5 separate regions of the Mus musculus genome follow, and regions 1, 2, 3 and 4 are each linked to region 5. The links are chromatin contacts, called in public HiCAR-type and promoter capture Hi-C maps. All regions are on one chromosome and are shown on one strand. Each heading gives the region's core, a stretch centred on a gene start, on an enhancer-like site or on the middle of the called end of the contact. The rest is flanking DNA. Distances are from core to core; before and after follow the strand shown. Region 1 holds the start of Pgam1 (phosphoglycerate mutase 1). Region 2 holds the start of Arhgap19 (Rho GTPase activating protein 19). Region 3 holds the start of Frat1 (frequently rearranged in advanced T cell lymphomas). Region 4 holds the start of Ankrd2 (ankyrin repeat domain 2 (stretch responsive muscle)). Region 5 holds the start of Cwf19l1 (CWF19-like 1, cell cycle control (S. pombe)).

Evidence for each region. HiCAR-type assays count read pairs that join an accessible place to other places. Capture Hi-C pulls out chosen DNA fragments and counts their contacts.
Region 1: a HiCAR-type map of astrocytes shows a contact between it and region 5, with 4 times the contacts expected there. The contact joins the promoter of Pgam1 here to the promoter of Cwf19l1 in region 5.
Region 2: a HiCAR-type map of astrocytes shows a contact between it and region 5, with 5 times the contacts expected there. The contact joins the promoter of Arhgap19 here to the promoter of Cwf19l1 in region 5. A contact is called at or near these places in 1 of 39 promoter capture datasets (embryonic stem cells) and 1 of 115 datasets of contacts at active chromatin or transcription factors (astrocytes).
Region 3: a contact with region 5 is called in a promoter capture Hi-C map of liver, with 2.6 times the contacts expected there. The contact joins the promoter of Frat1 here to the promoter of Cwf19l1 in region 5. A contact is called at or near these places in 1 of 39 promoter capture datasets (liver) and 1 of 9 other capture datasets (liver).
Region 4: a contact with region 5 is called in a promoter capture Hi-C map of pancreatic islet. The contact joins the promoter of Ankrd2 here to the promoter of Cwf19l1 in region 5. A contact is called at or near these places in 2 of 39 promoter capture datasets (cranial neural crest and embryonic stem cells) and 1 of 9 other capture datasets (pancreatic islet).

The regions. Positions count from the first base shown.
Region 1 is chr19:41,910,527-41,913,226 of GRCm38.p6, reverse strand. Pgam1 (phosphoglycerate mutase 1) reads right to left here and starts at 1,356. Exons shown (of 4, transcript NM_023418.2): 1 at 1,041-1,356. The coding sequence starts at 1,179.
Region 2 is chr19:41,800,692-41,803,391 of GRCm38.p6, reverse strand. It overlaps Arhgap19 (Rho GTPase activating protein 19), which reads left to right and starts at 1,308. Exons shown (of 12, transcript NM_027667.3): 1 at 1,308-1,420. The coding sequence starts at 1,365.
Region 3 is chr19:41,828,535-41,831,234 of GRCm38.p6, reverse strand. Frat1 (frequently rearranged in advanced T cell lymphomas) reads right to left here and starts at 1,265. Exons shown (of 1, transcript NM_008043.3): 1 at 1-1,265. The coding sequence starts at 1,067. The coding sequence ends at 243.
Region 4 is chr19:42,034,761-42,037,460 of GRCm38.p6, reverse strand. It overlaps Ankrd2 (ankyrin repeat domain 2 (stretch responsive muscle)), which reads right to left and starts at 1,434. Exons shown (of 9, transcript NM_020033.2): 1 at 1,339-1,434. The coding sequence starts at 1,425.
Region 5 is chr19:44,134,521-44,137,220 of GRCm38.p6, reverse strand. Cwf19l1 (CWF19-like 1, cell cycle control (S. pombe)) reads left to right here and starts at 1,345. Exons shown (of 14, transcript NM_001081077.1): 1 at 1,345-1,455. The coding sequence starts at 1,433.

The DNA.
Region 1 (2,700 bases), core at 107-2,606, 2.2 Mb after region 5:
CCTCAGGAATTCGTATTCAAAATCTTCCCTCATCTGAAAAGGGTGTACAAGAAGCTAGGGAGGGCAACCAAGACACAAGATCACTTCAGGTAGGCATGAGCAACCCTTTTACACAGCTACTGCCGTGTCCAAGTTAGGATGTGCCCTAATCACCAAGAGAAGTGCCTCTTCACTACAGGGAGCGGGGAGGCCTTGCTTTCTTATTAGCATTCCAAAATCACAGAGAACTGTGGGTGGTGCGGGGCACCCAGCATGGATAGGCAAAGGCGAGCTTATCTCCTGGACGCTTTCACCCTTTGCTCTGCCTCTGTCCTTGGCCAAGGGCCCGCCAGTTCCTCACACTTACTTGTTACTCCACCCAGAAATGGGGCAAGGACACTGGATTAGAACTAAGTTTTGTATGACCTTGGACAAATCTTTCCAGTCACTTTTCTAAACTATAACAAGAGGACGGAGAGAGGTAAAAAGGAGGGAAATTAGATCTGCCTGCTTCATAGGGCTGGAGAGAGCATCAACTGAAATCACCCACTCACATTCCTGGATTCGGTTTTGTGGTTTGCTGCTGTGCTACAAAGCTCTCCGAAGCACGCGGTTTCCAGGTTGTCTCAAAGGCCATTAGACATCCCCACCTAACACCCCCCCACTACCCAGGGCGAGCCCGTGACCTGCCGCTTCGCCATGATGGGCAGGCGCCTCAAGTATACTCCGGTACAGCCACTGATGTCACGGGGAATCGTCCGCCAGGCGCCCTAGGCCCTCGTGGTACCCTAAAGGGTCCTGGGCGCCACAGGTGGGGCTGCTCGGACCGGAAGAACAGATTTTAGCCTAGCGGCGGCTGTGCCCTCTTTCTGGCACAGACTCTCAGACTTAACGGGGTGACCTTGACAAGCGGGTTCCCCACCCTGCGTTCACCTCCCCAGATGAAAATTCAACTGCAGAGGCCGACCGAAGTGCCCGCCTCTCGAGAGGGCCCGGGGGCTCAGGCGACCCCTAGGCCGGTGCTGGCCCAGTACGCCACACAGCGCTCGTCCCGCTCGTACCTCGCAACGCCTGCCCGCCGCGCTTCGCCTCCTCGTGGCCCGCCGGGCTCAGGTCGGCGTCGTACCAGCCGCTGAAGCGGTTCTCCAGGTTCCAGGCGCTCTCGCCATGCCGGATCAGCACCAGCTTGTAGGCAGCCATGGCGACGGGCAGAGGATGCAGCAGCAACTGAGGATCGCCGAGATTCTCTTCGCAGCCCGCCCCCCGCCCCGGTCGCGCCTGCGCACTTACAGTCTCCCGCCCCGCTTCCGCGCACTTTCTCCCCGAAATCTTTCCACTCGCTCGACAGACCGCCGCCCGCCCCGTGTGCGCATGCGCCTCAGGCAAGTTCTGCGGCCTGCTAAGGGGGGGGTGTAGTGCACCGCGGCGGCAGTGCGCATGCGTTGTACGTAGCGGTACCCGCGTGCTACCCGGCAGTCACGGAGCGCACGTAAGCAAGGAGCGCGGAGGGTGCTGGTTGCGAGCTTGAGCTCCAGGCGCCGACTGGACACGCCGCGCTTCCTCTTTAGGGATGATCAACTATCCTCTGACCAGTTCTTCAGCCCTGCCAGGCCACAGTCCCATCCCTGCGCAATTCCAATATACACCCTTTTCCTTTTAACTTGTACTTCGGACAAGTCATAAGACGTCTCAGCCTCACTTGTAAAATACTCTATAAACCTAAACGTGGGTTGTTGCTATTTCCCTTCAACAGAACATTGTTCTTTTGGGTTGTTTTGTTGTTTTTTGTTTCTAGTTTGTTGCTTTTTTTTTTTTTTTTTTTTTTTTTTTTTTTTTTTTTGAGACAGTCTCTCTGCGTAACCCTGACTGTCCTGGAACAAGTTCTGTAGACCAGGCCTAGAACTCAGAGATTTCCTGTCTCTGCCACCGAAGTGCTAGATTAAAGGCGTGGTTCATCACGCCAGTTAGAGCACAGCTTTTTTTTTTTTTTTTTTTTTTTAAGATTTATTATTTATTTTTATGTAGCTGTACAAATGGTTGTGAGCTTTCCTGTGGTTGTTGGGAATTGAATTTTTTAGGACCTCTGTTCGTCCTGGTAGGCCCAGCTCGCTCCAGTCGGCCCTGCTTGCTCTGGCCCATAAATTTATTATTTATTATTATAAAAATAATAGTACAATAATAAATATATACATATGCATTTATAACTACATATTATATAATAATAAATAATAAATATGTATTTATACATAAGGCCACTGTAGATGTCTTCAGACATGCCAGAGGAGGGCATCAGATCTCATTATGGGTGGTTGAGAGCCACCATGTGATTCTGGGATTTGAACTCAGGACCTTCAGAAGAGCAGTTAGTTACCTGCTGAGCCATCTCATGTCGCCAGCCCCAAGAGAACAGCTCTATATCCCTTTTCTTCTACTAAATGTTGATTCTGTAGCTGAGAGTGTGTGGAAGCTCCTGTGTAGGTGTACAGGCTCATGTCCTTCTGAGAAGCAAACGTTAGGCCCTTACAACATTACAAAAAGGAATGTCTGTCTCTCCTTACCCCAATTTTAGTATCCACTTGTTAGGACCAATTTCTCCTGCCCAGGCTGTGGACTCTTAGTTTATTTCCATTAAACTTCTTCATGAGCATTAAACATTAGCCAGACAGTGGCCTATTACTAAGATACTAAGATAGTGTCATGAATTCCTGTCCTTTTAGTGGA
Region 2 (2,700 bases), core at 59-2,558, 2.3 Mb after region 5:
GCGATGAAGACAGAGCTTTCCAGGGTGTCCAGGGAGGGAGTGGTGGGATTTTTGTGGCCTGATTTTGGGGCAATTCTAGGGGTTGGTGGGAATTTTGTGCTCAGGGATTGGTGGGATTCTGTTTCTTGGCCCTGATTTTGAGCTTGGGGTCAAGATAGGGTCAAGGTTGCCTGGTCTGGGGGTCAAGTCAGGGTCACAATGTTCTTTCCCTTCACTTTTTACTCTCTACCATCTATATTTTTTGCTTTTAGAAAAGATTTTATGTGTCTCTGTGCATCTGTGCGCATGTGCCCCGGAGGCCAGCTCTGGAGGCTATAGGAAGGCAATCAGTCCTTTGGAACTGGACTCACTGTCTGGCCCTTGTGAACCTTTCAATGCAGGGAATCAAACTCTAGTCTTCAGGAAAAGCAGCAAGTGTTCTTAGAACCACGGAACCATCTCTAGCTGCCCCTTATTGTTAATTGTGAATTTCATATATCAATACCATGTTTTTTTTTTTTTTTTTTTTTTTTCCACCTGCCTCTGCCTCCCAAGTGCTGGGATTAAAGGTATACGCCACCACTGCCTGGCTTAGTCACATTTTCTTGTTGGCCTGAAGTCACCCAAGGAGGCTTGTTTGGATGACCCAAAATTTGCCTCTCTATTCTAGCCAGTGCTTTTGGTGTCTTTATACTGACTTTCCCCCTCCCCCAAATATGTACCCTGAAGATCAGCCCCTGCATACATACACACACACATACATACATTCATACATAAATACATACATACATACACACATACATATATACACACACAAGAGTTTACTTAGGGTAGCTTACAGGAACGTATGCAATTTACCACTGATTATATACCATTGAAGAAAATGCCTTTTCTTCCCTTTTACTAAGCCTATGGATCTTGGGGGTGGGGTGAATGGGGGTTTAAGTGAGTGAGGGGTGATGAGCCCTTTTCCCTAGCAACCGTTAACTGCCTACCGAACTGGGGGATGGGCAGGGCCTCAAGAACCTTTTCTCTTCAAGTGACTTTAAAAACCGACAGTTTTGTAACTCAGAGATTTACCTAGCGGGGAGGGGAGCGCAGCCAGGAATTTGTGACTTGATCCGCGGAACTACATGGGTTAATCAAAACGAGAAACTACATCTCCCGGTAGGCCTCGGGCAGGTGTTTCTCCTGCCCTTTCGTTGGTTCTGTGCTACCAATGACAGTTAGATATTTGAATAGACCAATAGTAGCATGGAACGGTTCTTATTTAGGCGGGGCCATAGGTTCGTCCAATCGTACAGGACTTAGAAAACCATCCTAGCCAATCTAAGGGCTAAGGGGCGGTGCCTGAGGCGGGGCTGCAGACCAAGCTGCCGCGGAAGATGGCGGCTGAGGCGCCGAGTGGAGGGGAGGCGCCGGTCTGCGACTCTGGCCGGAGGTGAGCCAAGTTTTCCGTCCTGCTGCCTAGGAGACGGGACTGTGGGCTAGCGATGTCGCCGCCCTGCCCTTGAGTCACCGTGGTCCACAGGCCCGGGCTTTGTTCCTCTCTCCCGTGGTGTCTACGCCGACGCGCCTGCGGGGGCTGAGGCGGGTCTTTGCGGTCCGTGCTTCCCGCTGCGCTGCTCTCCGCGAGTCCCACGGCCGTGTGTGGAGCCCTCCCGACGCTCTGGCTGCAGACCCCCGGGCCACGGTCATGGTGTCTGCCCTGGCGCCGAGCGTTTTGAGTGGCAACTGAAGCCCAGAGCGGTTTAGAGAATCCCACAACGCCCCGGGAGCTTTAAATGTCCTTCGTGACAGCCTCTGCGCTTTACTCAGAGCCGCGACTTGAGTGATGGTTAAAAGGGATTTTTGTCCCCTAAGCTGGCTGACCTTTCTCGGCTTCAGCCTTCTTCTGTAAATAAACATAACGATACTTATTTCAGAACCTGGACGGGATGACACAACCTATTTAAAGCGCATAGCACCCATCCTGGCAAACACTTCAAAATACGATAGATTTTTATGTTTCCTTGAAATTGTGATCTCATTTCTTCTTTCTGGAACGAGTACTGTCCCTGTCATAAAGTCGAGCCTTTCTTAACCGATTACAAACAAATATTTGGAGTCTGACACACTCCAATAGAATGAGATTACTTACATTGTCAGAGAGTATGATCAATGCTATGCTTTGGTACGGAGTTAGTACAGAACAGAAGAACCAAGAATTTTGGGAAACCGAGTTTGTGAGCCTGATTTTTCCTGAGCCCTGATGGGCTTGTGTGGGTATTGTTACTGTTTTGTATGGAGGAGTTTTCCACTCTTTGACCTTTTATTTCTCCCGGGAACTGTGCCCGTGGGTTGATAAATGTCATTAGATTATCTCTCCTCCGACTCGAAAATCCTGAATTGTAATGAAAATGAGGACAAATGAAATACTGTTCTACAGCAAGAGGACTTAGAATTCTTCCTTGAGGCTGCTGTCAACTGAATGTAAAATTTGAAACTGTTAACTATCTGACCAACACAGTTTTCTCTGAATCTGAAACCCTCTATTGTCGTTACTGAGACAGGTTCTTGCTAAGTACCTCGGCTGGACTGGAACTCCCAGTCTCGTTTCAGCTACCCGTGTACTTGTCAATTGCATATTGCAGGGGATTAGTCTGGGGGTTCTTGTGAGGCTTATTTATTTATTTATTTATTTTTGAAACAGAGTCTCTCATGTAATCCAGGGAACCCCAA
Region 3 (2,700 bases), core at 16-2,515, 2.3 Mb after region 5:
GACAGCCTGCGGTGCGCTCTGTAGATTCTGCTTTAAACAAACCTAAGTCCTGGGTTTCAAACAGTTCGGGGCTTTCAATTTCAGTTACCCATGAAAATATCTGCGATATTTCGGCTGTCTTCCTTAGCTTATTTTCCCGTTTCCAAATAATGCTCGAGTCCACCACCAGCTCCGGCTGGGTGAAGCCCTGGGTAAATCCCTTGGTCCCCGGCTACAGGCTGGTGCTGTGGCCACTTAGGTTGTTAGCTGCCAGGGACAAGAAGGTCGTCCCCAGTTCTGAGCTGCGCCCTCCCCATGAAAGCGCCAGGGTCGCTGCAGGCCGCGCGAGGGCTCCCGGGCGAAGGCGGCTCATGCACTGGGGCTGACAGAGGCCCGAGGAACGGGTGTGCGGGAAGCTTTGCGTGTAACTGTAGCTGTCGCGAATGAAGTCTGCGCACCGCCTCCTTGATGAGGTTTCCCGAGAGCACGAGCTGCTGCAGGAGCCGGTGCGGGTCGTCGTCGTCGCCAGTGCGGGTCTCCGGCTGAGATCCGCGTCGCTGTTGCAAGCGGCGGGACGCGGCTGCGTTCCGGAGCCAACCCCGGCGGCACGGGCCCGACAGTGGCTGCGGGGTGCTTAGTTTGCCGGTCCCCGGGGGTCCGTCAAGGCCCGGCTGCTGGGGCAGCGCGCTGGCGCCGGGGGAGATCTCCGCCACGCAGTAGGGCGCCGACCGTCCCCGCACGCGCCCGCGCTCCCCTAGCACGCAGCGCACGGCCCCCGGGGGCGCAGGGTTCCCGGTCTCCGCTGACCCCGTCGGCCGCAGCAGCCTCCTAGCTGGGGTCCCGGTCTTGTCCGCCGGCAGCGCCGCCAGGACCTGCGGGGGCGGGGGACCCGGGGCGGCACACGGCGAGGCCGGGCGATCGTGCGCTGCGTCCAGCTGCAGCGTCTCGCCGATCTGGACGATGAGCTGGTCCACGTCGGTCGAGCCACCCAGAGTCACCGACTGCTGCAGCAGGAGGAAGCTGTCGTCGTCCTCCTCCCCCTCCGCCTCGTCGCCGGCTTCCTCCTCCTCCTCCCTCCGGCAAGGCATGGCCCCCCGCCCGGGCCCCCGCGGCTGTGCGGGCGTCGCTGGCAGCTCGGTTGGCCGCGGGCTCGGCGAGCCGCGGCTGGGGCGGGAGCGAGGCGGAGGCCCAAGCCGGGCTAGGCAGGGACCACCGGGCAGTGGCACCGCGCGCCTTAGAGCCGCGGGAGCCGGAACGCTGCCGGCTTGGGTTGATTTGTAAACAATGGGTGACGTCGCGTGGCTCCTACCACCGTGCGCGGCCGGGGGGTGCTGTCTCCTTGGCAGTAGTGAGCCTGTAGGGCCAGGGCACAGAGTAGAGCCTGGCTGCCCCCGAGCCTCATCGGCGTGCCTACTGTGTGCGGGGATGCACTGGGAAGTTGATTCTGGTTCGCTCAGCCGGGCCTAATTGGCATTCCACAAGATGGACACCTTGGGGGACTCGATTGGTTTCTTCCACACACAGTCACTTCCACACACTTACACCTCCACACACTCCCCTCAGCACGTCAAGTGGTTTGGTTTAGGCGGTGGCTTTTTTTTTTTTTTTTTTTTTTTTTTTTTTTTTTTTTTTTTTTTTTTTAAAGGTTTGGGTGACAGAGTCAGAGGAGGCTGGAAAGGAGAGGGAGTGAGGTTTGGACTCGGAGTGACGATTAGGAAAAGGTTGTTGCCAAAGATGGAAAGGAGGATGGAGACCTTGTCTGATGTGGATGGCTGAGCTGGAACGCAAACCGGCCACAGATTTCGTGGTTTTTTGGCTTGGGTTCCAGGGCATTTAGGGGCTGCGTTGACTACTGGCTCTTTGCAAGGAACTGTAATATGGCAAGTGAATGCGTGTTAACGAAATTCAGTAGTCAAATGAAGACTAGTCATCTAGAAAGGGTAGCAGTGGTGAGCTGGTTATATGAAAACAGAGCCTCGGCCATCTTAACTGTTCCAGATAGCATTGTTGAATTAATGGTTAACCAAACCTTTATTAGTTTTTTTTTTTAATATTTATTTATTTTGTGAAAGGGCCTTGAGTATGCTCTTGGATTGGCTGTGTAGCTGAGGATAACCTTGAACTCTTTATCCTCTTGCTTACAGGTTGGGAACCACTAGGTCAAGTGTGTTTATTTAATGATTTTTTTTGGAAGGGTTGGGGATTACATCCAGGGCCTTGCACATGGCAGGAATGCTTTCCTTCTGAGCGAACAGTAATTTGATGACCGCTTTCTTTCTTTCTTTCTTTCTTTCTTTCTTTCTTTCTTTCTTTCTTTCTTTGTTTTCAAGACAGGGTTTCTCTGTATAGCCCTGCCTGTCTTGGAACTCACCACGCCTGGCTGATGATGATCATTTTCAAATGGACTTCAACAGACCCCTGGGTGGTGACACACATCTGTAATCCCAACACTAGGAAGGCAGAGGCAGGAGGATCACAAGTTCAAAATTATTCCTGGCCAAATAGCAAATTTGAGGCCAGCCTGATACACAGAACTCTGTGGCCTAGTTTCTATTACACACACACACACACACACACACACACACAGAGAGAGAGAGAGAGAGAGAGAGAGAGAGAACTTAAAATAAGTGAATTTGTAACGTGTAAATTGTGTAATATAAAGTTGCTTTAAAACTAGTCATAGTGCCGGGCATGGTGGCGCACACCTTTAATCCCAGCACT
Region 4 (2,700 bases), core at 185-2,684, 2.1 Mb after region 5:
ATGGATGGGGGAGGACCGTGTCCCCTCACAGAAGCTTCCAGTGTCTTGTGGCCACACTCCAGAGATGACAAGCAGATGACGTTCCTGTCCAGCAGCAGCAGCCATGGGCACACGCTCTCGGGGGAGGGAGGAGCGAGATTCCTGGGATGCTCGGCTGCTGTCCACACTCCCCTTGATAAATCTGAGCTCATCACTTCTCTTAAATGATGGGGGCCTCTGAGTTCCGATAGGCTCCCCCTTCCCCCTCTAATAACATCAGCAACATCAGAACCGGCTCTATAACAGGTCAGACAGTGGCACAGCACTCTTAACAGTCAGTGGTCCTCACTGCTCACGGAGCCTGCACCTCTTACCTGGTCTTCTCTGGTTTGTCCTTGGCCCTCTTTCTAGCCCCAGCTCTTGGTGTCTGTCACACATTTTCATGACCACTTTTATCTATCTGCTGTTTAGCCTCAAGTACCTCTCCCCACATCCCGACCACACTTCTTAATCCCAAAGGTCCAGCTCACACTCCATCCTGACCAGAGTAGTCCCAGAGGACCAGAAGGGCTCACCCACCCATTCATCACTACTCTCCATTTTCCATACGCCCGTTTCTGCCCTCTGCCTTCTTCTTAGTTGATGATACAAATAAAAGGTTACAATTAGTGCCCACCTTCGCCCTACGCACTGGACTCTAGGCTCCTGGTCCTCTACCCCCACCCCAGGGGGGGGTAATCTCACCATGTAGCCCAGGCTGGCTCCACCTCTGAGATTATAGGATTGTACCACCACACCTGGCTCAACTGTTTTTGAATAAGATGTAGAGCAGGACCAGTCAGTAGTCCAGCCCCACTTAACTTAGCCAAGAGAAAACGTACCCGTGTGTGCATTAGGCCTCTGCCAACAGTCCTGGCTAAGTCCCAGCTGCCCTTCCCCATCTCCTTTCCTGACTCCTGTCAGTTTGCTCTCCCGCAGCAACCAGCCCTGGCATCCAGGGGACATTCTGTGTGTGTGTGTGTGTGTGTGTGTGTGTGTCAGGACCTTACCTTTCTGGTTTTCCCAGAGAATACTCATCTGTCTTCTCTGTCCAGTCCAGTCTATCTCTTGAAGCCCAGGTGAGTGGGCAGGGTCTCGGGAAGGCCTGCCCCCTCCAAGTGCCTGTTTGCGGGGCTGAAGCCCCATCTCCCACCACCCACAACCATGTTAGGAACATCCCGCTTGGGCCCTGGGAAGTAGCATGTTGTCTGGACCCAGGTAGCAGCCGACTTTCCCTTCTCATGACAGCACAGATGGACCAACCGTTAACCCTGAGGCCCCCCTCCCTCCCTCCCCGACACCCTTCACCTCAGCTCCCACCTCAGTCTCTTCCTCCTGGGCAAGCCGCTGCTCGATGAGCTCTGTGGCTCTCTGCACCGCCTCGGGCCCCTCCATGGTACCCTCCATGACTGTTTCTGCAAGCCACAGGGCATGGGGTCTTTATAGGCCCAAGCACCCACCCCGCCCACTGGGCGCCTTTGTCATTAGCTCACAGGCTCGTTTCTCCATCTGTCATGAGCTTACTAGCTCAACTCTCCACCTGCCTCCCCCACCTGTCACCTTCACCTCGGACAGCCCCAGGGAGCATGGGAAGCCACTGTCCAGGCCAGGGAACTTGCCCCTCCCCTAACCTCTGGCCTACCAGAGCCAGAAGGCACACCGCCCCGAAGGACAGCTGCGGGAAAGAGGCCTGTCCAGTGTGTCCTCAGTGCTGGGAACTGGCTAAGTCTTAGCCAGGGTGAACGGGCTGCAAAGGACCTACATGCTGCCATTGGTCTGGCTGGAGTGCCACCTGCTGGATGCCCAGAAATGCTGTCTAGCTTGTGCCAGGCAGGGGAGCCTGAAAAACCAAGTATGAGCCCCAGCAGACCTGTGGGCATCCGAGACCTTCTCCAAGCAAGAGCTGGAACGGCTGCTGCCCTCTGGTGGCTGCTATGGGTCCCATGGGCCCTAGGGAAACACGGCTATGCTGCATGGCGTGTCCATTAGCCATGAACAGAACCTGTCCATCTGTTTGTTTCATCTTCCTGGAGTCCTCAGCAGAACCTAGTGTTGTTTTAAGAGCTCAGGAAGTCAGAGTTCAGAGCTAAGGCCATCTCACGAGTACTAGGCGATGCCAGACTGCCGTGGGCGGAGCTGGTCACACTCCCCGAGAACAGAGAATACACAGAGGAAAGGCAGACCTGCACTTGAGCTCCTCGCCTGGGACTCCCAGCCTGGAGCCCGAGGTCATTATGAGCTAGGTTTAATCTGCCAGTGGACTACAAATGTTCCATACTTCTACAACTGCAAGTGGCACCCGAGATTCCCCTCTGGTGATGTACACAGTCCTGCAGAAGAAACAGGAGGAGACAGCCCTGTCTGTCTCTGGCTCGCACATTTCTGGAAGCTTGTCATCCCACGCTCTGACACAGCATCCCATGTGGGCCCTGTGGGGTGGTTGCCACATGGCTATGCTGCCCTCTGTGGGTGCTCCTTCACTTTTCCTATCTGGACCGCCCCCCAACACACACACACACACACACACACACACACACACAGACACATAATTGTCCCAGCAACTGCTGCAGGAGGCAGGGTGGGAGGCACCATCTCTCCATTAAAGGAAAGCAAACTGTGTTCAGAGGTGAAGTGGCCTTTTTCAGGACCCACAGAACACAGCGAGGTTGGATGAGACTAGGG
Region 5 (2,700 bases), core at 96-2,595:
ACAGACACATTTTCATATTTTACTGTTGTTTTCTCATCTCTGAAATCATATAGCTGTTCATATTAGCAAATCTGTCTTCAAGATTCAGTCTTGAAAGCCACTCCTGGAGTGTATCATCCAAAAAGTAAGAAAAAGGTTTAAGTTACCAACAAAGCAGGGGTATTAATATGTATGAGGCAAAGGATTTAATAACCCCCTCAAAAGCACTGCAGAAATTGTGAGAAAATTAGAGATTTGAGATTCTTTCTTAACAACTTGATTCTGGTAACTTGGGTTTCTTTCCTTGTCAGGACAGTCCTTTCCAGGTCCTTAGCAGGCTGTTGCTGGTTGGCTTGGCCCCTTCAGAAAAACCGACTTACCAAAAGCAAAGCAAAAAGAGACTAGAGATAGGACCCGATGAAAATGTGAAATTTGTTTAATCCCTGAATGAAAATAGTCCCCATGTATACAATCAATTACAGAGAACTAAACATTGTGTACATTAGGTCTTGTTACTGAATTAATTTAATTCTTTTTCAGTGTGCTAATATTAAGGTAACTTAAGGGAGGGTATTTTTATGTATTTGAGAGGTGCACACTGAGGTCTGCACTTCGCTTTCAGATAACTCAGTGAGAAGGACAGGGTTTGGGTACTGGGGGAGAAGTGAGCAAGAGAGAAAATGTAGCGACATGCCGATACACTGAATAGAAGCTATTCTTTCAATGTGTTAAAAAAAATTTAGGGGCTAGGGAGATGTCTCAGTCACCCATATAACAAATCATGAAGACTGGAATTCGCATCCCTAGTACCCATGTAAGTCTAGACAGGTAAGTTTCAGGTCCCACGGGGAATCCCAGCGTTCAGGAAGCAGAATTAGGGGATCTTTTGGGCAATATGGCTTCCTAGACTAGTCTAATCCAACGAACTCTGGGTTAAAATGATACCCTATCTCACTCAATAAGATTGGGAGCAATAGAAGAAGATTCCTATTCTTTCCACAGGAACCTGCATGCACACAAGCATGTCCCCCTCCCCCCAAATACAAACTAAAACAAAAACAAAAAACCCAGCCAGGGTTGGAAAGATCTTAAGAGCGCTAGCAGTCATGGGATCCATACAAACTCGCAGGCGCACAGTTCAATAATTCCAAATGTTTCTAAAACAAACAAAATAAGACACATTTTTTTTCTATTTTAATTCCTCCATCCTTTTCACTCCAGTTACCTTTCCTTAAATAAATAAATATAAATAAATAAATAAATAAATAAATAAATAAATAAATAAATAAATAAACGCGGAGAGATTTTTACCCCTCTACACGCCCCATAGCTAGGTGATTTCTATTGGCTGAGTGGTGTGACGTCATATTTCTGCGCCCCGGCGTTCCAACCTTGAGCGCGCGTTCGTGTTTCTAGCCTTTGGTGGCCGTCCCAGCCCTGGTTGTCATTCCCGATGGCTCAGAAGCCACTGCGTCTGTGAGTGACCTTGCATCGGTAGACTCAGGCACATAGGAGAAAGGGAGAGAGGCGGGCGGAGGAGTGGGGGGGTCTTTCTCCACACCGGAAGGGGAAGACGGAGGGGAGGTCGCAGGGCTGCTGGGAGCCGGAGTGGAGGCTTCCTGTTCTCGCCTCCCAGTTCATTTCGCCCTGGTGTCTTCAGAGTCTCTCTGGCAGAACTAAAAACTTGATGAGCCGGACTTCTTTTTCCTTAGGCCTAGTCTGCCTGGGACACACCATCTCCTTGTCGTTTCTCCCGGCGTCGCACGTATTGATTAGCCAAATACTTGCAGGCATGGGGTGCACGCATGGGTTTTGTCAGACAAGATGAGCATTGTCCTGTCCTCGCGTACTTTTGTTTGCGCGGTCGGTTAGCGAAGACATGACTTAATTTAGAAAGACTATTGTATTGAGCAGCGGACAAGCGTCGCACAAACCAGTTCCCGCCTTGATAGCTGATAGTCTAGACTAGAATAACACGTGTTAACGAATGCGGAAAATGTAGAGAAAGGGTTGATGGTTCTGGAGGGTATATAATAACGATATTTGGCTTAGTATAAGGAATTAAGGCTTTCATGAGAAAGTGAGGATTTTTTTTTTTTTTTGAAAGTGAGGATTTAACTCTGGCAAATATTATTGTATTTAACTCAGAGAAGACATTGAAACGTTTAAAAACTCCTTAGTGTGACCTAGTTTTTGTTATGGAAAGTGATCCTGCTTGAAAGTTGGGAAACAAATAAGAGCCGAAGTAGAAGGCAACAAGCATTAGGTAAAGCAATGTCAGAGAGAAAGTTCAGGAATGGATAGTCTGTTAAGCAGGTGGACTCACAGGGCCTGGTGATGTTTTGATGGTGAGAAACCTCCACTGTAAGGTCATAGATTTCTGTCTTCAGTCATTGGGATCAGAAAATGCTGAAAAGGGGCCCAGATCAGAGAGTGAATATGGATTGTACCTGTCAGGAATTGATAATCAACAGGGAACAAAAAGATGTTAGAGGCTCTCAAAGAATAAATTATACTGCATGATAGTTAGGACAGAATTTGTTCTGAAATGGTATATGGATTTCTGAGATTTTGAGAAAGTGGCTTTCTCAGCCCACCAGGAGGCTACAGAGACTCAGCCTTGATGGATGGAAAAGCCTTGAGGTTGAGCACAATGGGGCTCTTAGGAAAGAGAATTCCCTAGAGCCTAGCAGAGGCAGAGTGATCAATCTGCAGTTTGGG